2 separate regions of the Mus musculus genome follow, and region 2 is linked to region 1. A link is a contact called in public HiChIP or PLAC-seq data. All regions are on one chromosome and are shown on one strand. The core of a region is the stretch at or near the end of the contact, and the rest is flanking DNA. Distances in the headings are between cores, read along the strand shown.

Region 1 (4,062 bases), core at 665-3,164:
CACACAGTATCTGGTGATTTGAAGGTGAAGTAAACGCAGCTTAATTCCTGGAGGAATTTGAGGAACTTGAAGACTTGAGACAAGAAGTCTGAAACTTGGCGCTGATGCGATCAGCACCCATGATCCTCTAGTGTTATTCCACATACATACCAAGAGTAAAGAACCCCTCCTAAGAAAGCATGGGTCCCTCACAGAATCAACACCTAGAATGGCTGTAGAAAAAGATACCCAAACGGCATCACAGACAAGATGTATTGACACAACCAGTAAGGCTGCCCTAGAGACTACCTGAGAGCCATCAACCACTGAGGATGGGAGACAGGATATTAGCCAGATGCTTCAGGAAGGGGGCTTGGCTTGTTCAGTGACTCTGGGTAGGCATACACTGGCTTCCTGATGAAATACACAGAGTAATGGGATATATTGCACCAGATGTTCCCAGAGTTCTCTGTGTGCACCATGTCTTCCCAGATGACCCATTGAGCAGATTTCGTCTGTCTGAGGTCATCACTGCTGCTCTTTTGGCCCCACACCCTTCCCATAATCCTTTTATTTGTTGCCATAATTCCTTCAGTTATCTATAGCTTCCTGGGCCCTGACTTCCTTCTTCCCCCTGTTTTAATTACCTCAGAGCTATCATAAGGGCCGTGGTCTGGGAGTGGGCATGGAGGAGTCCGTCATGGATAGACTCTGGCTATTTACACATCCACAGGCAGATCACAGAACTGCAGTGTGGTTTCTGGTCAAGTCCTCTTCCTGGCTTGTGGGCTTCTCTGTGCATGCTGTCACCACGGAAAGACAAAGGTTGATCTCTGACATCGGTTAAAAGGAAAAGATATTGATTCTATGGGCTCTGGACTCTCCGTTCACAATCATTTAACCCGAGTTATCTCCTTACAAAGATACAGTGCATGCAGGGAGCAGGAAGGACCTCAGTACAAGAATTTGGGGGAACTCAGTTCAGTCCTAGCAGCCCTGGTGTCAAAGAGCGTGGCCTGGTATTCCTCTCAACCTTCTTCACACACTCTCTTAGCTGTATTCTCTCTGAACTGAAACTTGTGGATGGGGTCTAGTGACAGAAGCACACAAGGACACACACACAAGGACACACACACACTCACACAAGGACACACACACACACTCACACACACTCACACACACACACAAGGACACACACATACTCACACACACTTGTATACACACACACACACACACACACAGTCAGCATCGATGGCTTGAGAGATTGATTGACAAGATATACATATACACCCGCTATAAACTTTATAGTTGGCTCTTGTCCTTGGATCTTCTTGTCTTTCCTAAAATGGTTAATCTTTTAAAAATGAATTATTCTTTATTAGAAGACTTAATGTCACATAGTAAGAACTAATGAAAGACAGAAGATACCAAAGTAAAAATGAAAGTCGCTGTGCATAAATAAATGTATAGAAACAGGAAACAGAACCAAAAATGCAGAGAAGCACAACATTTTCAGTATCATCCCTAATTAGAAGAGAAGATATGCCTGCAAGCAAGCACAAGCAGGAGTGTAAGATTCCTCATAAATGTTCAGATGCTAATCCAATCAACATGACGTTTTTAGGTTTTAAATACAGAGTACATAACTTTTACAGAGATTTAAATATAGGGTAGTTTTGGCTGAAAGTCATTTCCCCCTCCTCTCAAGGGCCCTTTTCTGTTTTCCTGGCATCCAGCTTCCTGCACTCCCACATCGGCATGCACATCTAGAAATTGAAAAGCGAACATTGGTGTCGTTCCGAGCCTGGGTTACCTCACTTAATATAGCGCTTCTTGTCTTTCAGCCAAGGATCTCTCAGTCACTCATTGCTCTCTACAGATGTCCTGTGCCCACATGGCCACACGTGGGTTTGCTCACTGGTGACAGCCGGAGACACGGCACTTTCTGTTCCTTTGCCCTGTGCCTTTGACCCCCCACCTCTGAGCTCACACCTCATGCCTCTCTGTGAGGCAGGACTTCCCTCTTTAACAGCTGCAGTCACAGAGTCTCCTGAAAGTCAGCTAATGCGACTCTTCATGATGGATGTGCTGTCTCTTCCAGTCTCCTGGCAGTGGTTAGTGACAATTGTCAATGTGACAAAGTTTATAGTTTCCTGGGAAGAGTCTCAGAGAGGGGTTCTCAAGAGCCGGTTGGTCTGTGGGCACACCTGTGGAGATTTGTCTCAACTGTCTTAACTGAGGTGAGGAGACCAAGCCTGAAATGGGTGCCACCAATCCCTCCGTTTGAGTCTCCGAATGTGTGAGAAGTCTAGAGTCAGCTGAGTGCAGCCGTGAGTGCATTCAATCCTTCTTTGCTTCTGTGTTTCTCTGCCCACTGGTGTCAAACTTCTGCTGCCTCAACTTACCTTCAATGATGGACTCTGACTGGGAGCCACATGCTAGAATAAAGCTTCTTTCTTAAGATGTTCTTAGCTGAACTTTTTATCACAGCGACAGGAGAGAAGCAAGAGGCTAATGGCGTCAGCGATGGCATGCTTTCACACTTATGACTGCTGCCCATAGAGACCCAAGACCCTTTGCATCCTATCAAAGGTCATCATCTCCATTTCCCATGTTTGTTTTCTCTAAACTTCCTCAACTTTTCCCGGTGCCAGGCATCTGGCTTTCCTGTGGGTGTGGCTTCTTCAGGCTCATTGTAGAGTCAGGCAGTGCTACCTACTGCTGAGAGCTTGGGAGGAAGGACTGGGCTTTGGCCAGCAGTCCTCTGAGGACAGATCTCTATAGGAATGGGCGCAAGCCAAATGTCCTTATGTTACCGCTACAACCCAGAAATGCCCCTTGCGTAGGAAGCTGGGTGTTGCCTGTCTTTGCTCCCCCACTCCTGTGAGTTCCGGGGGTAATTGTGTTCCTCTTGGAAAATACCAGCCCATTTGCAGGCTGATCCAACCTCTCTGGCCTCCTAATGTAGAAGACATTTGGCAGCCGTGACAAGTGACAGAAGATTTCCCGGGTGGGCTCCTGGGATTTCATCTCCAAGGCACAGGCATGCAGGGGACCAGGCTGCTCTTCAGCTTCGCCCTCCATAGCCAGGTGAGGGGAGACAGGATGGGGTTTCAGAGACACTCAGTATGCCATCCAAAGCCTTCTCTGAGCCACAAACTCCTGAGTTTCTGGGGATGGAGCCATGAAAATCTGGGATCCTGCTCAGTCTACTTTAGCACTCAGACAGGATATTAGATGTTTAATATCATTTGGCCACCATACAACTTCTCTTCCTTCTGATTCTAAAGAGTCTAAAGATTTCATTGGGCCCTTCCTTGCTTCCTGATCCATGCCTCTGTCCTCTACATTAGGAACTGAGCCAAACTTTATGGCTTCTGGAAAATTCTAGATGTGTGCTCTCCATGACTCCTTCTTACCAGTGTGTGCATACCACATCACACGCTCACCTGTTCACTAGGAAATAAAATAGTCTTCATTTTATATTAAAAAGAAAACTCTTCTGAAGCCTGCGGCGATGCTCTGTCCAGTCTACAAACTTTAAGGTATGAATATTAAGCCTAAGTATTCAGATGCAGTCAAAAGAGCCAATTGATGTGGCTTTTACTTCCCATCAAAGGCCGCCGCTATCTCACAACACAGAGCCAAATCCTGTAGCCAACCCTGCTTTGCTTCAATCAGATAAATAGGTACCCCAGAGAAAGCCATTTATCTACCCTACTTCCAGATGTCAGTTCTAGGGAGACGGTTTACTACCTGCTGGAGAGACCCAGCTGCCAGTCAGCTTCAGGGGCAGGAATGAGATGTCTCCTTGCTGTGTCCACCGTTCCGTTCCCTTCCAGCAGGGTGAGGGCAGGACTCTGCAAACCAGTGGTCAACCATCACAAGGGTAGTTGGCCGGTATTGGGTGGTGAAAGTCTAAGATGAGAGGACAAGAAGACCTCTCTAGAGCTCCCTGAAGTCAGAGGAGCGTAAGACCAGGAAGATGTGAGGGTCTTGCTAGATGTCTGGTGGTGAAACTGAGACAGAGAATTCAGAGCAAATCCCTAGGCTGCCTGGACGACGGGAAAGGCAGAAGAGTGT
Region 2 (4,062 bases), core at 544-3,043, 460 kb after region 1:
CTGTTACAGCCATGACTTGCCTGCTGTGATGAGCTGCACACTCATGCACTGGAGCTTAGACAACCCTTCCTGTAGTGCCTCATGTCTGGTATTTTTGCTACAGCAAGAAGACAGGTAGCTAACACAGCATTGGATCTGATAGGATCTTACTCTGAAAACATCACCTGGTAATTTAGAGCTTTTACAGAAGGCAATCTATGACACTCGGTTTTTATTTCCTTAATTATTTATTCATTTGTTAAATGTTTTAGTGAAAAGTAATGTGCTGAATATTTTATTTAAAAACTAGAATATTATGGCTAAGGGGAAAGATGAATGATACAGGAGGTATCCATATTTAACTAATTTGTGTCTCTAGGTGGTTTCAGAACTTTCTGGAAGCCCAGGAAAACTGGAGGCATAATGAGCCATGAAATAGTTCTTGTCCAAATTGTTGGGTCAGTATCCTAGAGTAAGCTAATATGTGGCTTGTAGCTTTTACACAGTAAGTTTTCACAGAGTTTTAACTGATGTTATTTTTGGTTTAGTTTGGTTTGGTTCTTTCTTTTTATATTTTGTTTTGTTTTGAGACAGGGTCTCATTATATAACTCAACTGTCCTGGAACTCTCTGTGTAGACCAGGCTGAATTCAAACTCACAGAGATTCTCCTTCCTTTTCCTCCTGAGTTCTGGGATTAAAGTCATGTGTCACCATACCAAGTTATACTATATATACATGTGTAGAATGTGATAAAGTTGTGTTAAACCTCACCAGTATTAGCTAGTTTATGTCTGTATATGCACACATATGAACAGGCACACATATAACATGAGTATAGATTTTGAGGGTAGACCTGACCAGTCAGAAGGGGGAAGGATAAGATAATGGGAGTGTTCATATGTGAATAAAGAACCATGATATGTATATACATTAAAAGAATCACCACAAAACCATTATTTTGCATGCTAACTGAGAAATTCATTTTCAAAAGCATGCTCTAGCTAATTGGGAAATCAGAGAATGGTTTTGGAAATAAAGTAATTGAAATTCAAAGCTCAATGAATGGGTTCATCTTAAATAAAACACAAACTAACTGAAAATCGATGGCCACAAAGATAAGATATAAGAAAGAATCAAAATGTTTGAGCAGGAGACAAGACCACAGAATGAGAAAGGAAACAGAAAACAGTTACAGGTCACAAAATGTCAGTATGAAGAGAACACTGTGTGCCTTAGACTATGGAGAGCCGAGCAAAAGACTCATCCTGTGGTGACTATTAAGAGCTTCAGATCAGTTTGAACTAGAATACAGTCCCTCATGTTGTAGTGCCCCCACCAACCATAAAAATATTTGATTGCTAGTTTGTAACTGTAATTTTGCTACTGTTATGATTCGTAATGTAAATATTTTTAGAGAGAGAGGTTTGCCAACATGGTTGCAACCCATAGGTTGAGAACCTCTGCTCGGAGAGTATTCTTCAGAAAGTGAAGAAAACGTTTGGAAGAGATCTATACAAAAATAGTCCATCCATCCTTATCCCTTCGAGCCTTCTTGTCAGAGTCGTGAGGTTGTCACCAATGCAGGGAATTGGAGATCACGGATTGGTCCAGTTAAAAACAGGCAGTGTATCTTCCCCAGCACACCCACCACAGGCTCTGAATTTGGTCTCAGTCCCAGAAAATAGGCTTTGCTGTCTGGCAGTACCCCGTTCGGGCACGGGTTTCACTTTCGGCCATCTCCCACTGCTGTGAGAACCGCAGGTGCGCAAAGCCACATGGGAGAACCACGAAGCGCTCTCCCTCCCTGACAGTGCCATGGGCATCTGAGTTCTTTGTTTTCCTCTGGTGGTTAGGGCTTAAAGGAAAAGACGTTTCCATGCTGCACGCAGTGAGTGCTCATGCAAGAGAAATTGGATTTAATTTGTAAGACAAGGCACCGGAAAGCAGACAGGTGAAAAACAAGCCAAGGACTGTCCCTCCTGCGGTTGCTAGGAGAGAAACCTCCAGCCCTCAGCCATCACTTCCTGCTTGCAGATCTAAATGCCATCAAGTGTGATCATTCCTCCATAGCTTCAATTTAAGGGCCTCTGAATTTCCAGTTTGAGGAGCACATTGATAAGACGTATCTGTTGCTCAGTACAACGATGCCTGTGGGACTTGGGGGAGGGGATATTTAAAAAAGGCCACACTGGAAGTATTAATACGCGTACGGCAGTAAAACATTCAGCTAAAACAGCAATACAACAGACTTCCGATGGGCCTCTGGAGGCATTAGAAGAAGCATCTTCATTCCACAGGCGTGTTCAGCCAGAGATAAATCAACTCTGCACTGCCGAAAAGAAATAGAAGCCTGCTATATCTTCTCTAAAGATTTGTAGGATGCCCAGTTTGGGGAGTGCTGGGGGAAGACTGCGTGTTGTTTTTGAAACTGAGACTTGAATATGGCTGTAATGTTAACCACATTTACTTCTGGCTGGGGAAGCCAGCTTAGCAAGTTTGAGGTCTCTTAAGGTCATTTCTCACCGAGTTGTCTGCCTGACTTTGACATATCCTCTTGCAGGGTGCGATCCTTTTGACACACGTAGTGGGCTCTTTGTATAACCCATGGCCATTTCCATCCATGTCTGTGCATCTTACATGAATTGAAATAAGAGTGGACAGCAGGCGAGGGTCTGTCAAGTGCCAGGGGCTGGAGAGGCGCTTTAAAGAATGGACAGAAAGGGTCTATATGTGTAAAAAGATGGCTCCAAGTGCTGGCATACGGAGTGGGAAGGAGAAGTGTGCACCAGAAAGTTCCAAGTCCATCACTGCCCTCTACCACAGATAGTTTACTTAAAGAAGAAAAAAAATGATGAATAAACAAGATATTTAGAAGACACACATGCAGTCAGGAAGGAGGTATGTTGGGGTGTCCTGCAGGGATGTGCAGGGGAGAGTGGATATAATCAAGACACTCTGTAGAGGCTGTAGAGTTAGCTCAGTGGTTAGGAACACTGGCTGCTCTCACAGAGGACCCAGGTTCACTTTGCAGCACCCACACGGAGGCTCGCAATTACCTGTAAGTCTGGTTCCAGGGGATTTGACATTCTCTTCGGGTCTCAAAGGGCACCGCATGCATGCGGTGCACAGATGTACAGGCAGGCACTTCAACATACACATAAAGTGAAAATAAGAGATTCTTTGAAAAAAAAATCTAGAAGATATGTTGTGTATGTATATGAAAACTTTAAGGACTATATTTTAAAATATTGTTTTTTGTAAGAGAAAATGACACTGAATTCATTACAAATCACTACCAGGCAAGTTTTCTCTCAAGAAGGATAGATTAGTTCATGGTGCTAGAATGGCTAGATTTAGGTTATCCAGAGCTTTCTAAGGTAGGTTAAGGAGATGCACATCACTCAGAGCCTCCACCTGTAGAGTTTCAAGGGCACAGTGATCATGCATATGAAAGAAGGAAGCATGGGTCCAGTTATCTCACCCGTCGTCCTTGACCACGGCTGACCCTTACGCCCCTCCTGATCCTTGCTGTCCAGGTCTGGGATGCAAGGGCAGAAGCACATACTTCTAGATCACAGGTCATGCACCCAACAGCGGCTTGCAAAGCAGTCTAAGATCTGAGAGATCATTATTAGTACAACCGTTCATAACTGCTAGTGCTCATATTCCCCATGACTGCATGGCACCCAAGGAGGTACCCTAGGTTGCTTGGGAATGGAGTGTCTATTTGGAATTGGCACCTAAAGAAAAAAACAATGCAAAGCAAAGGAATGCCTTTGAAGCGTGTTCTGACCTTCCTTCCATATTGGGCTTGGGACTTGGTAAAGACTGGCTGAAGATACGGGAGAATTCCTTGTTTGTCAAGTTCTTCCTAGTTTTTCCTTTGTGACAATTTCACACATGTCTACAGTGTGCTACTGTTTATGTTCTCCCACATCTGCTGAGCTCATTCCTTCCGTCTACTCCCCTTCTACTTTCATGCCTTTTGGGGGGAGGTGTAGGGCTTCCCTTCAAGTAGTTTTAGTAATAATTTTAAATAATTTTAGATAGGGCTTTGTTTTTAGTAATTTCATTACTAGTAC

The links. HiChIP or PLAC-seq counts read pairs in DNA pulled down with a chosen protein or histone mark.
Region 2: a contact with region 1 is called in an H3K4me3 HiChIP or PLAC-seq map of the SCID.adh cell line, with 11 read pairs. The contact joins two enhancer-like sites.

The regions. Positions count from the first base shown.
Region 1 is chr12:106,581,212-106,585,273 of GRCm38.p6, forward strand. No RefSeq gene overlaps it. Among named protein-coding and RNA genes, the nearest start is that of Gm46320, 51 kb to the right of the region's middle. Within about 2 kb of position 1,915, at least 9 of the 459 cell types and tissues checked have an H3K27ac peak or open chromatin away from gene starts, as enhancers often do. A contact at or near this core is called in the SCID.adh cell line, where this site is marked.
Region 2 is chr12:107,045,493-107,049,554 of GRCm38.p6, forward strand. No RefSeq gene overlaps it. Among named protein-coding and RNA genes, the nearest start is that of Gm16086, 52 kb to the right of the region's middle. Within about 2 kb of position 1,794, at least 40 of the 459 cell types and tissues checked have an H3K27ac peak or open chromatin away from gene starts, as enhancers often do. A contact at or near this core is called in the SCID.adh cell line, where this site is marked.